Regions from separate parts of the Mus musculus genome. Here region 2 is linked to region 1. Evidence: chromatin contacts called from public HiChIP or PLAC-seq data. All regions are on one chromosome and are shown on one strand. Each heading gives the region's core, a stretch centred on a gene start, on an enhancer-like site or on the middle of the called end of the contact. The rest is flanking DNA. Distances are from core to core; before and after follow the strand shown. Region 1 holds the start of Zmym1 (zinc finger, MYM domain containing 1). Region 2 holds the start of Gjb5 (gap junction protein, beta 5).

Region 1 (6,252 bases), core at 1,931-4,430:
GTAGGTGGATTTCTGAGTCCGAGGCCAGCCTGGTCTACAAAGTGAGTTCAGGACAGCCAGGGCTACACAGAAAAACCCTGTCTCGAAAAAAAAAAAAACAAAAACAAAAAACAAAAAACCAACCAACCAACCAACCAAAAAAGAAAACAAAAGAAGAGATAAAGTTAGGTAGAGATCAAGAAAATAGAACCTGAAACAAAAGACAGCATTGGAAGTGCCAGCCAAATAAGGATCGAAGCAAAGGTCTGCGAGCCTATTAGTAAGTGTAGGTAGTCCAGTGTGGTGAACACTCCTGTAGTCTCAGCACTTGGAAGGCAGAGACAGGAGTACCTCTGAGTTCAACTCCAACCTGCTCTCCACAGTGAACTCCTCGCTACATACATACATTTGAGACCCTAACTCAAAACAAAAAATCCCTCCAAGGGAACTGGGAGTAAACATGAGAAAACCATCTTGAGTCAGTCCCTGACTCAAAAAAACCAAAACCAAACAAACCAACCCCAAACCAAAACCCACACGTTATCCACGTTCTGAGCATAGAAACCATCCTATTCGATGCTCTCAAGTCTCACATTTATTTAACAAAACTCTAACAAAGAGGGTCTCAATGCTTCTCCACCCTTCCATGTAATCTGTGTAAACCCTTCAACAATCAAAACTACTTCTGAGTGATCTTAAAGGAACTGAAAGCAGGAGCAAGTTCTTTCATTTACCTATGGTTTCCATCTTCAGAGGAGACCAAAGCATATAAAATGATAACCAAGACTCTGACCAAAGATCTATGCAGCAAAATAAAAGGCCTTGCTTAGACTTCCATACCTTGAGCAATTTAAGCACATCCTTTTGAGAGGAGCTGGAGACACAGCAGGTGACGGGTACCCATCAATGCATAGTCTTGAGCAGAAAAGCTCAGCAGACCCTTTCCTCTGAAAAGCTGTCTGTCCCTCCTGAAAAACTCTTTTACATTTGGCACAGGAGAGTCGAACAGCTGTGCCTGGAACTGCAGGAAGCATTTTATTCAAGTCAGGTGAGAGGAGAGAAGACCGTCAACTGTGGAGCTTGAGAAATAGGAAGAAAACAGAATTTCCATGTACATAAAACAAGTATACACCTTTCATTTTAGAGGCTACTTCTGGATATGAAACCGAACTCACAATAGCATAATATTCAAAGGCAATTTTAGAAAACAGACTAACTTGGCTATTTGACTGATCAAAAACAAGTTATGATTCATACTATTACCATTGTATGAAAATGTGGAGTTTCTTTTCTCCTGAATTTTGGGTTGTTGGATTTGACAATGCTCTTTTAAAATAGAGAACTGAACATAATGTACAAAGTATACTCAAGGCAACTGGCCAACTCAACAGAAAATGGCAGATTAAGGGAGAGCCTGCTGGACCCTCCACATAACTGCCCTGAGCACCAAGCTATGGAGTGTTGTGTGAGCGAACACCAGGCTATGGTGTGCTGTGTGTGCTTCCTTCCCGTTTACCCAGGATTTCCCAATTAAAAAAGAAACATTTTAAGACTTACATTTAGGATTAGAAGGGTGATTCATTGGTTAAGGGCACTTTGTTGCTCTTACAGAGGACCTGGGTTCAGTTCCCAGCACCTGTAACTCCAGTTTCAAGAGATTTAACCCCAGCTTCTGGCCTCCTCCAGCTCTTGAATACATGTGGTGTGCTGAAATTCACATAGACGCATACACATATAATTAAGTAAAAGTTCTAACAGTTACATTAATTACCACTGGAAGTGTGCATGCTTGTAAGGGACTGTACTCATGATGCATGGCATGTGTGGAGAAGTCAGTCTTGGCCATTAATCTCAGGCTGGCAGGCTTGACTGCAAACACCTTTACTCACCAAGCCATTTTTCCGGGTTCTCAACATAGGAATTTTAAGTTGCATTTATTTATTTGTTTCGGGGTGGTAGAAACACACATATCAAGACAACCTATGGTAGTTCATTCTCTCCTCATACCATGTAGGGCCTGGCGATCAAACAGGTTATCGGATTTGGGGGCAAGAATCTTTACCCTCTGAGCCATCTCACTTGCCCTTTTCTTCTTCACAGAGTCTCCTTACATTTCAAAAAAAAAAAAAAAAAAATCCCAAAATAGGAGAGCTTGGAAGTCAGAGGAAGAAAGATCAGGAGTTCAAGGTAACTGTGAGCAACATGATAGCCAGTTTCAACCATCCCCAGAGCCAAAACAAACAAACAAACAAACAAACAAACAAATGTACAGTAATCTCTTACTATTGGTATGAGTTACCAGCAATGAACCACAGTCCAAATATGTTACTTGGGGGGCTGGCGAGATGGCTCAGTGGTTAAGAGCGCCGACTGCTCTTCCAAAGGTCCTGAGTTCAAATCCCAGCAACCACATGGTGGCTCACAACCATCCATAACGAAATCTGATGCCCTCTTATGGAGTATCTAAGGACAGCTACAGTGTACTTACATATAATAAATCTTAAAAAAAGAAAAGTTCCTTGGAAATATTTGGAAGTAACAATGTAACAAGTAACAATGTTCAAGGTCCTCTAACTAGCACTGTAGACTAAGAGATCCAATGGCCTCTGCCTCCCTGCCAGGATTAGAAAAATGGGCAGCCACCGCCAGCGCTAACCTGCAAATTTCACTCACAGAACTCTACAGATAAAACTATTTGCTTCTATCTCTCTCCAGCCCGATGTTTTTGTTTTTTGAATCCAGGTCTCATTAAGTAGCACTGATTGGCCTAGAACAGACTTTATAGAACAGCCTGGCTTCGAACTCAGAGAACCCCCTGCCACTCGTGTGATGGGATTAAAGGCAAGGGCCAACACACCCAATCTGTTTATGTCTGAAAAATACACTGCTTAATGGAAAGAGAGCCACAGGTGTAACGGAAGGCAGTTACAGAAAGAAGCCGCAAGAGACCAAACGCACCAAGCTCAGTCACCGCACAGAGGCCAGGACGCTAAGAAGCCTGGAGGCCGGGGGCACGACTCTCCTGACACTGTGGTCTTCCTACCTGTCGCGTCACCCTCCTCAGGACGGGAGAAATGCCGCCTCTCTCTGGAAAAGCGGGCCTGAGCGGCTCCACGAGGATGGCTGATCTGTCTCCAACTCAGCGGCGGGAAGCGCCCACTCGCATTTTGCCGTGCAAACAACCCCGCCGGCTCCGCCCCTCTCCCGGAGGCCTTTGCGGCTGAGCATGCGCACCGCGGTCCGCCTGGGGCGCGGAGGCGGGGGATGGACTAAGCAGGAGAGGTTGACGGGGCGGGTCAGGGGGGTTTAGTTTTAGGCTATCCTTAATGTCACCTTAGCTGCCCGTTTTTCGTTTTTTGTTTTGTTTTGTTTTTTGTTTTTTTTTGTTTTAAGACAGGGTCTCACTTATGTACCCCTGACTGTCCCGGAACTCACTATGCAGACCAAGCTGGTCTTGAACTTAGAGAGGTTCTCCTGACTCTGCCTCCCTAGTTCTGGTATTAAGGGAATATGTCATCACATGGGCATATTTGGGTCCTTAAAGGCAGGAGTGAGGGGGCACAGGCCTGTAAGATGAAGGTGTGTGGTTAAAAATTCAAAACCAACCTTATTTTACAAACGGAACAACAAAAGCTGGGGGATTGAGACAGAGCAACGAGATGACAGAGCCTATTAAGGAGTTTACCGCAAAGTCTGACTAGCAGGGTTCTGTCACTGGAATCCATTTAGTGGAAGAAGAGAACAGATACCTGCAAATTGCTCCTTGACCTCCGCAATGTGCACATAAACACAATAAATACATACATGCATACATAAATAAAATTAAGGGCTAATGCAACATTAGTGACTCAGATGTTGAGTTACAACTTTAAAAACATGGTTGTAAATAGTCTCAGAAAAAGAGGAATGAAAAAGTAGGGACAGATGGGTATAGCTAAAGAATTAAGGAGGGAGCAGATCATTTTGATTATTTCTAAGTTTTTTTGTTTTTTTTTTTTGGTTTTTCGAGATAGGGTTTCTCTATAGCCTTGACTGTCTTGGAACTCACTTTGTAGACCAGGCTGGCCTCGAACTCAGAAATCCACCTGCCTCTGCCTCCGGAGTGCTAGGATTAAAGGCGTGTGCCACCACGCCCGGCTTCTAAGTCTTAATAGTAAAGAAAAATATAAAGTTTAATGATCTATTCATCTTGTCTTTGACCATAACTTCCATCTATCTTTTCTCTCTCTTTCTTTCTTTCTTTCTTTCTTTCTTTCTTTCTTTCTTTCTTTCTTTCTTTCTCTCTCTCTCTCTCTCTCTCTCTCTCTCTCTCTCTCTTTCCTTCCTTCCTTCCTTTCTTTTCTTTTCTTTTTTTTTTTTTGAGACACTGTTTCTCTGTGTATCCCTGGTTGTCCTGGAACTCACTCTATAGACCAGGCTGGCCTCAAATTCAGAGATTCTCTGCCCTCCAAGACTGGCTCTCACCTCTTCCTTCCTTCCTTCCTTCCTTCCTTCCTTCCTTCCTTCCTTCCTCCCTCCCTCCCTTCCTTCCTTTGAGACAGAATCTCACTGTGTAGACAGGCCTAGAGCTCAGAGAGATTTGCCTGTTTCTGCCTTCTGAGAGCTTGGAATTAAAGGTATGTAGGAATTAAAGGTATGTACCACCATAGCCTTCACTTGCTCTACGCACTCTCCTCTCTCCCCCTCCCCCCTTCTCTCTCTCTCTCTCTTTTTTGTTTTTCGAGTCAGGATTTCTCTGTGTAGCCCTGGCTGTCCTGGAACTCACTCTGTAGACCAGGCTGGCCTTGAACTCAGAAATCCGCCTGCCTCTGCCTCCCTAATGCTGGGATTAAAGATGGGCACCACCACTCGCCGGCTTGTTTTGTTTTTTAAATGCTGGAGAGTCCTGTAAATAATCCAAATCAAAGTCATTGGTTCACCATGTTAAACTTTGGTGGCATCGGTACTTTGGTCTGTCATGGGTTCCCTTTCTGGGGTGAGAAGATGTGTGTGTTTTGTTTCCCCAGGAAAAGTTTTGTCACATGACAGCATCTTTTCCATTTCCCAAGACAAGTAGCTTTCTCAGTAGGGTTTATGAGCTCCCCAGTCCCAGGCTTTTAGGGTATTTTCAGGACCTGATGTAAGTTCTTTTCTGCAGAGTAGAGATCAAATCCAATCAGAAACATAGTTAACCCCATAACAGACTTGCTATCATGGTGGACTCATCTTCCCTGGCTGGTGGATTGGCCAAGCCCACTCAGTCAGTCAACAGGTTCTCCATCGGGGGAGTGAGGATTAAAAGGAAAAAAGACAGTTAGACAACATTGTAGCGTGACCCCAGTCAATTCTGAGACTGTAGGCAAATTTTTATTTTCCAACCCACTTTTTATACCACTTTAATTACATGCAAGTATTTTGGGCAAGCGATTCAATAAGGAACAAAACAGCTGTAAGATATATATATATAGAGAGAGAGAGAGCCCTGGCTGTCCTGGAACTCACTCTGTAGATCAGGCTGGCCTCGAACTCAGAAATCCTCCTGCCTCTGCCTCCCTCTGAAAAAGGGCTTATCTTAATGACCGAAATACTTGAGCCCACTTCCTCCTCCAAGCCCAAAAATCTTGTCTGAGGACTAGTTCCACCCTAAGTTTACAATTCCTGCCTTATCCTACTTCCCTATCACAGCCTAAAGTTAGTTTCTTGTCTTATCTTGCCCTGATAGAACCTAGTGGGGAAACCCACACTCAATTCCTGATTCGGCGTGCACCCAAAAAATCACGAAGGACCATCTTGATGTAATTACATGAGGTCGTTTAATTACAGAGCTCCGGACCGACATGCATCCCACACAGGAGATAACGGATGTCAGCCACAAGGCTCAGAAGCTAGGGGTTTTTATGGGGTAAGGGGCTTAGGGGTGTGGAATTCAGCATAGCGACACACTATTGGCTTATTCAAACATCAGCAGAAAAATTACATGTATGTGCAGGGTGTCAGAGTTCTGTGAGTTGTTGACTCAGTTCAGATAGCCCTGTTATGTCCTCACATTCCTCCTTATCTTATGGTCAAGCTGTTCCCAGGAATGTTTTAACTACGGGGCATACCCAGGTTTGATTTTCTTTTTTTCTCAGCCCCAGGCAGCCTCTAGGCTCACAAACAACCAGCAATTTCTGAGTACTTTATATGACTTACAGGTCTTGAAATTTCATCTTTCTTTCAGCCCTAAAGTCAAATTCCTGCCTGAAGCTCACTTCTTTGTCCTTAGCCAATGTCAGACTCCTCCCAAGCGGTACC
Region 2 (6,990 bases), core at 3,445-5,944, 300 kb after region 1:
TCTCTGACTGCCTAATTAGTGGCTGGCTGAGAGTCATGTCTCTCATTTTCATACAGGCCATGTTTGTGTACCCCAGCCTTGTGCTCCCTGGCTCTGGGGTACTTAGGGTGTTCCATCTCAAGCCGTCCTTGTACCATCCCTGACTCAGCTCCTGGTTTCTGCAGCCATGTATCCCTGGGACACGTGCTGAGGCCCCTCTGTCTTCCACTGCAGGGAGCATCACCCATACCTCATTGGCCCAGGCTTCCTTGTTAGCCTGCTGGAGGCTGGAAGGCAAACTGGACGTCTCTGTCTCCTGGGACAAAGCTTTTTGTCAGGCCCAGTGCATTCTCAATGGATCCTAGCTGAACTGAGCTATGGCTTACTCTTTCCCAATCTCTTCTGGATTCTCCTCTGGTCCTCTGTCCTCTGTATAGCACATTTCCTTTCCTCTGTGGAGTTTTCCTAGTGTTCTTTCAGGGTCCCTGCCCACCCCTGGTTCCCTTTGGGAAGCTAAGTCCCCAGCCCTAGGTTTCCCCGGGGACCTCCCCCCACAGCCGTCTCCAGCTGTATTCGGTCCTCACCCTTCTTGGGTCCCCGTGTCCTCACTCTCCGGTGCCGGCTTGTCTGTCTGCCTGAGGCCGTCCTGGAGGCAGCTTTTGTTCCTCACTTACCAGCAGGGTGGGGCTTTCTGAGCCAATGAGCCAAGAGAGAGTGCTGGAGTGGGTAGGCAGGCTGGGCAGAAGGACTTCCCTGGGCACAGTGGCAGAGCAAACACCTGTGGCTCATCTCTTGGGCCCACGCCTTCCTCCTCCTGCCTGTCTGGGTTGGTAGGTATGTGGGTGGGACTGGAGTGATGGAGGCTGGAGTTTGGTATCAAAATGTCCAGGTACAGGATGGTGCTAGTGACACAGATCCTGTTCCTTTCAGCTTGCCATGTGTGTCCCTCTTCCTGTGCCCTGGTTCCCAACTCTCTCTTTTGGCCTCAGGCAACTGGTTCTGAGATCCTTAGCGGCTGGTTTTTATGGAAGGGGATAGCCTTGATTCAGCCTGTGACTTGTGCCACGCTGGTGGGGAATATATATTTTCTGTTTTGGAACCCAGATAAGCCACCTGGATTTTCGAGGCCCACTGCCCTGCTGGAGACAAGGAATGCAGGCTGGTGATTTCAAAGGCTGCTGTTGGCTTGGTGCCAGGCCTGTAACCTTGTTGTGTGCCCTGTGGTCCTAGGCTTCTGCTGGAAATGGCTCTGGAGAAGCTGGAGTGTGGTCCAGCAGGGGCTACAGAGGGGTGCTGGGCTTGCGTCCAGCAGAGACAGTGAAGGTTAATAATGTACACCCAAGGAAGGGCCCCTCTGCTTCACTTCACACAAGCATTTATTATTGAGCACTCCCTAACAGCAGTGATTCACACGTACGTGGCCTTTTTGGCTGGCTAACTCTGGTCGTGCCAGGTACTTGCCATTGCTCACAGTGACCCCCACAGGCAATGCATTAGGAACTCAGCTGAAGTTGTCCGAGTTCTGATGCAGCCACGCTTACTCAGAGTCTGGGTGTTTTCCATCCCAACATACGGTTCTGCCAAACTCCATCATCTCTGCAGACACCCACAGCCCAGACTTCCAGCTGGGACAAAAGGTTAGCTTTGGAACAGCCCTGAGGAAAAGTTAGATACTCCTTTTCTAGAGGAGAGGGAAACCCCTTGACTTCAGGAAGGGTACAAAGGCCAAGACCCAAAGGACACCTTGAATCTGTAAACCCATTTATCTTTATTTAGCTCTCACCCTGGGCCACACAGGAAGGCATTTGCTCATCGGTGCCTTCGTGAAACTCCCCTCCCAGGAGCCCTGCGAAGTGGCCCTCGGTGTGTTTATTTAACAGAAAAGGAAATGGAGGTACAGAGGAGAGGGGTGACTCAGCGAAGGCCAGTCAGCCGGGAGGCACAACTGGATCCCAAAGCTCTGGGAGTCCTCCCTTTTGCTTGCCTCCAATGCCAACTCAGCTCTTCTCCCCATCAGCTACATTCATGAGAGATTCTGGAACCTTCCAGGTCATGCCCACCCTGCCAGTCCAGTCTAGGGACCCTTCACAGAATGGTTTTCTTCACGTGGGCTCGAGGGCGGTCTGGTAACAGAGGCGGGTGAGCGTCCGAGCCCAGAAAGATGAGGTCGCATGAGAGGAAGTCCTTCTCTTTGCTAGGAGAGTTGGCCCAGTTTGGGTCATTCTTTGCATGTGCAGTGGGTGGTCTCCTCAGCTGCGCACACTCAGAACACCGCTTAATCACTAGGTAGATCAGCTCCACAAGGTTAAGCAGGATGCAGATGACGGCCGTGACCACCATGAAGACAATGAAGATGTTTTTCTCGGAGGGCTTGGCAATGAAGCAGTCCACTGTGTTGGGACACGGCTCCGCATGGCACTTGACCATAGAAGGGAGGGTATATCTGGGATAGAATGCGTGGAAGAGGTAGAGGAAGATAATGTCTATGGTGGCCTTGAACGAGAGGCTGAAGACGTATGTCCACCAGAGTCCACCCCGCTTCTTGCCGGGATTCGGGTAAAGGTAACCTTCACCAATCTTTTCCTGGTACTTCTTCTCTCGAGCCTTTCGATAGGCCACATGCATGACCACAAGCAAAGAGGGGCAGGTGACCAGGATGAGCTGCAGAGCCCAGAGGCGCACGTGAGACACGGGGAAGAACTCATCGTAGCAGACATTGGTACAGCCCGGTTGCCTGGTGTTGCAGTCAAAATCCTTCTGGTCGTCTCCCCACACGCGCTCAGCTGTCACCAGGTACACCAGCACACGGAAGACGAAGACCAGAGACAGCCAGATGCGACCAAAGGCTGTGGAGTACTTGTTGACTCCGCTCAGGAGTCCCTCAAAAACACTCCAGTTCATGGTGGACTCAAGGGCTGGCTGCTCCTGCAGGGGAACGAGAATGTCATTTCCCACGTTAGGGGGTGCTCAGCTTGAGAACTTCACAGAGATGTGTCATCACAGGACTAGGCAGTATTATACCCCCATTTTATAGCTCAGAGAAACTGAGGGTTAGAGGTGTATATAAAGGTTACTTGACTATTAAAGGCAGAGCTGGCATGGAGGCACAGGTAGTTAAGTTCGAGCAACCCTGCTCATAAAAGAGGGTGGGTGTTGATGCCAGGAACCAGTCATCCGGAGTCCTCGAGCCTTGGGCTATTCCCCCTCCGACCTCCCCCTCCAAGGGAACCTACTTTCTGTTCTTTGCTGTTAATGTCCAGGCAATTAGGTGCCGCTTACCTGAAGGTGAGACACTAGTAATTAGATGGACTTAGATTAAAGTAGGGAGACACGGTGCTCTTTTTACAAGAGGCTCCCCAGAACAAGCAGGTGGGCCAAGTTTTCCCAAACGGTTGTTTCACGAAACCCCTGGCCCATAGGCAGACAAAGAGATTCTCGAGAGAAAATAATTCTGTGTTCAAGGCAACCTGGCAAGTAGCTGCGTTCATCAAAATTAAGCAGGTCACGTTTCTCACCCATGCTAATAAATGAATTCACTTTGTGACTCCCTCAAAGCAGGATGCAAAGAGGCAGCATTACCAGAGTGCCTCTGACCACAGAGCCCCCTTTCATCTGCACCTAGCTTTGATCATCTTTTGTTGGACAGCTTTGTCAAACACCAGTGTGACACATGCCTTTCTGGTGGGTTCTGCTGGTGAACTTGGTGTGAGTGACTAACTCAGTTTCATTTGTGCAAAAGAGTCCCTGCTTCTCCCAGTAGGAAGCCCTCTCTAACCAATTCCTGGAGGAATGATGGAGGCATACTGGGACCAAGGCATTGTGCACCCCGATGCGCACCCTGCCGCACACTTCAATGTGCTGGCTTGTGTGGAAAGTCACAGTCGATCTGACCTCAGCAGGGTCAGCTGCAAAGCAGGGTCAACTCCCATCGTGCAGTAAGAGGCATTTTCCGAAAACCAGTATTATCCCCTTATAGCATGGGGTATGGTATTTAGCAGCCAGAGAGCTAGTAAGTAACAGAGTCGGGACTCAGACTCAGGCTGGCTGGCTCCAGAGTCCACTCTGCAAACTGTCCAGTTTTGAGTTGGCGCCCTTTCCTCAAGTTTTCGTGAATGGCCTGCTCTCCCATGCGTCTCCCTTTTCTTTCTGATGGAATTTGGGTGAGAGCGTCTAGGGGTGTCTCTATTCCTCACCCCATCTGGCTATATCACTCCCCACTTGGCCACGTGGTGGCCTGGCTTTGAGTCACTGACTTCTCTGTACAGTCCTGTCTCAGGTGGGTGGGGCTGGCAGCGTCCTAGGAACACCCAGGGAGGCCTAGCCCTAACCCCAGGGCTCTGCGGGCTGCTCCAGAATTGGGGCTGTCTGCAGCGGAGCTCCGCCCTACTCAGCCCCTTTCCTTCAGCTCCAGGCCCCCAGTTCCATCACCTTTGCGGGTTGGGGAGAAGAGGAAGAGCCCAGAATACAGGAAGGAGTGCCTCCCTTCATCAGGACACAGGATGGCCCATGCATCCAGGCCACCACCCTCCAACCTCCTCCAGAGAACTCGGTCCGGTTAGGTGTGCTGAGTCCTTTACCTGAGCAGCGACTCCTTAGGGCTCCCTTAGTACCCGCTCCTGGAAGCCAGCAGTTGGGGTTCAGCAAGCATCAGAATTCATGTCAGAATCAGGGAAGGGTTTCTGGTAAAGCTCATTCTTGGGGCAGAGGCTGTTGAGCAGCCCAGGCGTGTCCTGTTGGCCAGGAGGGGTGTGTGTGTGGGAGGAGCTGTGGGCTGCCTAGCCATTGGCTAGGTCCAGGACTCTCAAAGACTGCCTCCGTTGAAGCTCCAGAAAAAAGCCCTAGGGGTTTCCCTCCTTCCAAAGCAAGACTTCAAGCATCTTCTCAAGAGAACCCCCTACACTTTGACCTTTCACCCCCAACCTTGTGTGGGGATGAAACGCTAGCCCTGCCCTCTATAAATTCTTCTTTCCGAATTCTCCCGGGCCAACTCTTTCGAAGAGGGCTTCTAAGGGCTGATGACTGCATTCTCCCTCCCTCCCCTCCTCCCTCTTCCCTCCTCCTCCATTGCCCCTCTCCGCCCTTGTTCTGCAGCTGAAGCCCACACATCGCATGCGCGCAAGTCCTTCATCCCTGTGTGGGGCTCTCACATCCTTGATCTGACCCTCCAGTTACTCTCCAGTCCCTGCATTTGCTTTTGTCTCTTTAGAGACAGCGCAGGTTGGCCTCCAACTCTGGGTGCTCCTGGTTCAGCCTTTTGAGTGCTGAGAATCTCAGCTCGGAGACTCAGTTGTTGCGCATGCCTGGATGAAGCCTATCTGCCACACACCTTCTCTCCTAAGGCACATCACAGTCTTCTGGGGCTCTGGAGACTAGACCGTATCTCAGCACTATGCTCTGGGACATTTTAAGCACCAAAATGATCAAAATCCAAAACCAACCAACCAAACAAACAAATAAACCAGGGAAATGAAGGATGGGGTGTGGCTCAGCGAGTCTGCTAGCAAACTTAAAGCCTTGGGTTGGGTCCCCACCGAGGCAGAAAGGGGGTGTGGTGGTGCATGCCCGTAATTCGAGGGCTTGGAGTTGGGAGACAGGAGGATGAGGATTTCAAGGCCATCTTCTCTATGAAATAAGTCTGAGGCCATCCTGGGCTAAACGAGAGACAGTCACAAAACAAACAACATAAAATGAGACAGACACGTGCAGGGTTTATAGAAGGAGAGCTGCAGGAAGGCAGGCGTGGCTCTCTTGGCTTCAGCCCTGGAAGCGCTGGGCAGCTCTGTATGAACGGCCACCATCGCGCCCAGAGTGGAGATTTTTGTGTTACACACATGTTCTAATGAGCCTGTGAATTCTATGGAATTTGTGACCAAACCTATGTGTGAACCCCCCTCCCCCACCCCCATCTTCCAATGGAGAGGAAAGGCTGGTTGGAACCAGTCCCCGCAGTGGTTTATGGGTGCACGTGTTACATTTGGGGGCACACTAAGCAACTGTGGTACTTTTGGTGGGTTCTGTTTGGGTGGTGGCAAGGGGTCTTTGGGTTTTCTAGAGGGACAAGTGGGGAAAGAGGTGGAAGGTCCCCTGTAGAGGGTCATGGTGCTGGGGAGTTCAGCAGGAGGCTTCCTGCCCAATGGAAGACACCAGCAGGAGACACCGCATCACAGGACTGGGGCCAGGCAGGGGTCTCAGGAGCAACAGTGCTTTAGGGAGCCAGTAGAGAGAGAGGCACCCATGGAGAGGGAGCTGGATAGAGAATCAGGGCCAGGAGGGGCGGGGCGAAGGCTATGAAGGGGAAGGCAAGGAACGGGGAGCGCCACAGGACGCTCTTGGACTTGCACCAGGGTGATTTCAATCGTGGGGTGGGTACAGAAACTGGAGGGTGTGGGTCGAGAAGGCACTGTTGCTCCCATTTCTTGGTGCTTACAAGGAGAGGAGACAGGCAGGGCTCCAGGTGGAGGGGTGGGCCAAAGGGAGTGTGAGGTTTGTGCTTTCAGGAGAGATGGAGAGATCTGCAGCTGAGAGGAGGAGTCAGAGTGAGGCTAGTGACTTGCACCTGGTCTTGCCTCACAGCCCCCATCATCTCCTTCCCCACAGGCCCTTTCTGGACCTAATTTTCTGGCTTCACCACTTTTAGCACGTACTCCTGGCTCAGGTGGCCCTGGTCTTCCTGCTGGGTCACCCCTGCCGGCCTCCGGCTTCCAGCTGGGATGGGAGATGAACTGCCTTCGGGAGATGTGCCTGTGTTACCTGGGGCTCCTCTGATAAGCACTGAGGAATGCCTGGGTGCTCTGGCCAGTTCTCCACTGCTGACCCCGTAACCCCTGCTCCTGACGACAGCAGCTGCTGCTCAGTGAGCCTGTTTCATCTGCTCAGAATGGGAGCAAGGGCTGGAAATTCATGAGCGCTGATAACATCAGCTCTGTCGTTGGGCACTAAGGTCCCTGTTAGAGCATGTCAAATGGCCTACATGCATCATACATTTAGCAACCTCTCTCTCCCTCTCTGGGC

What was found. HiChIP or PLAC-seq counts read pairs in DNA pulled down with a chosen protein or histone mark.
Region 2: a contact with region 1 is called in an H3K4me3 HiChIP or PLAC-seq map of embryonic stem cells, with 4 times the contacts expected there. The contact joins the promoter of Gjb5 here to the promoter of Zmym1 in region 1. A contact is called at or near these places in 1 of 39 promoter capture datasets (embryonic stem cells), 6 of 484 Hi-C or Micro-C datasets (all in embryonic stem cells), 7 of 115 datasets of contacts at active chromatin or transcription factors (embryonic stem cells and pancreatic cancer cells) and 2 of 9 other capture datasets (adipose tissue and liver).

The regions. Positions count from the first base shown.
Region 1 is chr4:127,057,974-127,064,225 of GRCm38.p6, forward strand. Zmym1 (zinc finger, MYM domain containing 1) reads right to left here and starts at 3,181. Exons shown (of 8, transcript NM_026670.5): 1 at 3,023-3,181; 2 at 1,537-1,686; 3 at 820-1,058. The coding sequence starts at 1,013.
Region 2 is chr4:127,353,470-127,360,459 of GRCm38.p6, forward strand. Gjb5 (gap junction protein, beta 5) reads right to left here and starts at 4,695. Exons shown (of 2, transcript NM_010291.3): 1 at 4,557-4,695; 2 at 1,340-2,904. The coding sequence starts at 2,880. The coding sequence ends at 2,065. Gjb4 (gap junction protein, beta 4) reads right to left here and starts at 612. Exons shown (of 2, transcript NM_008127.4): 1 at 564-612.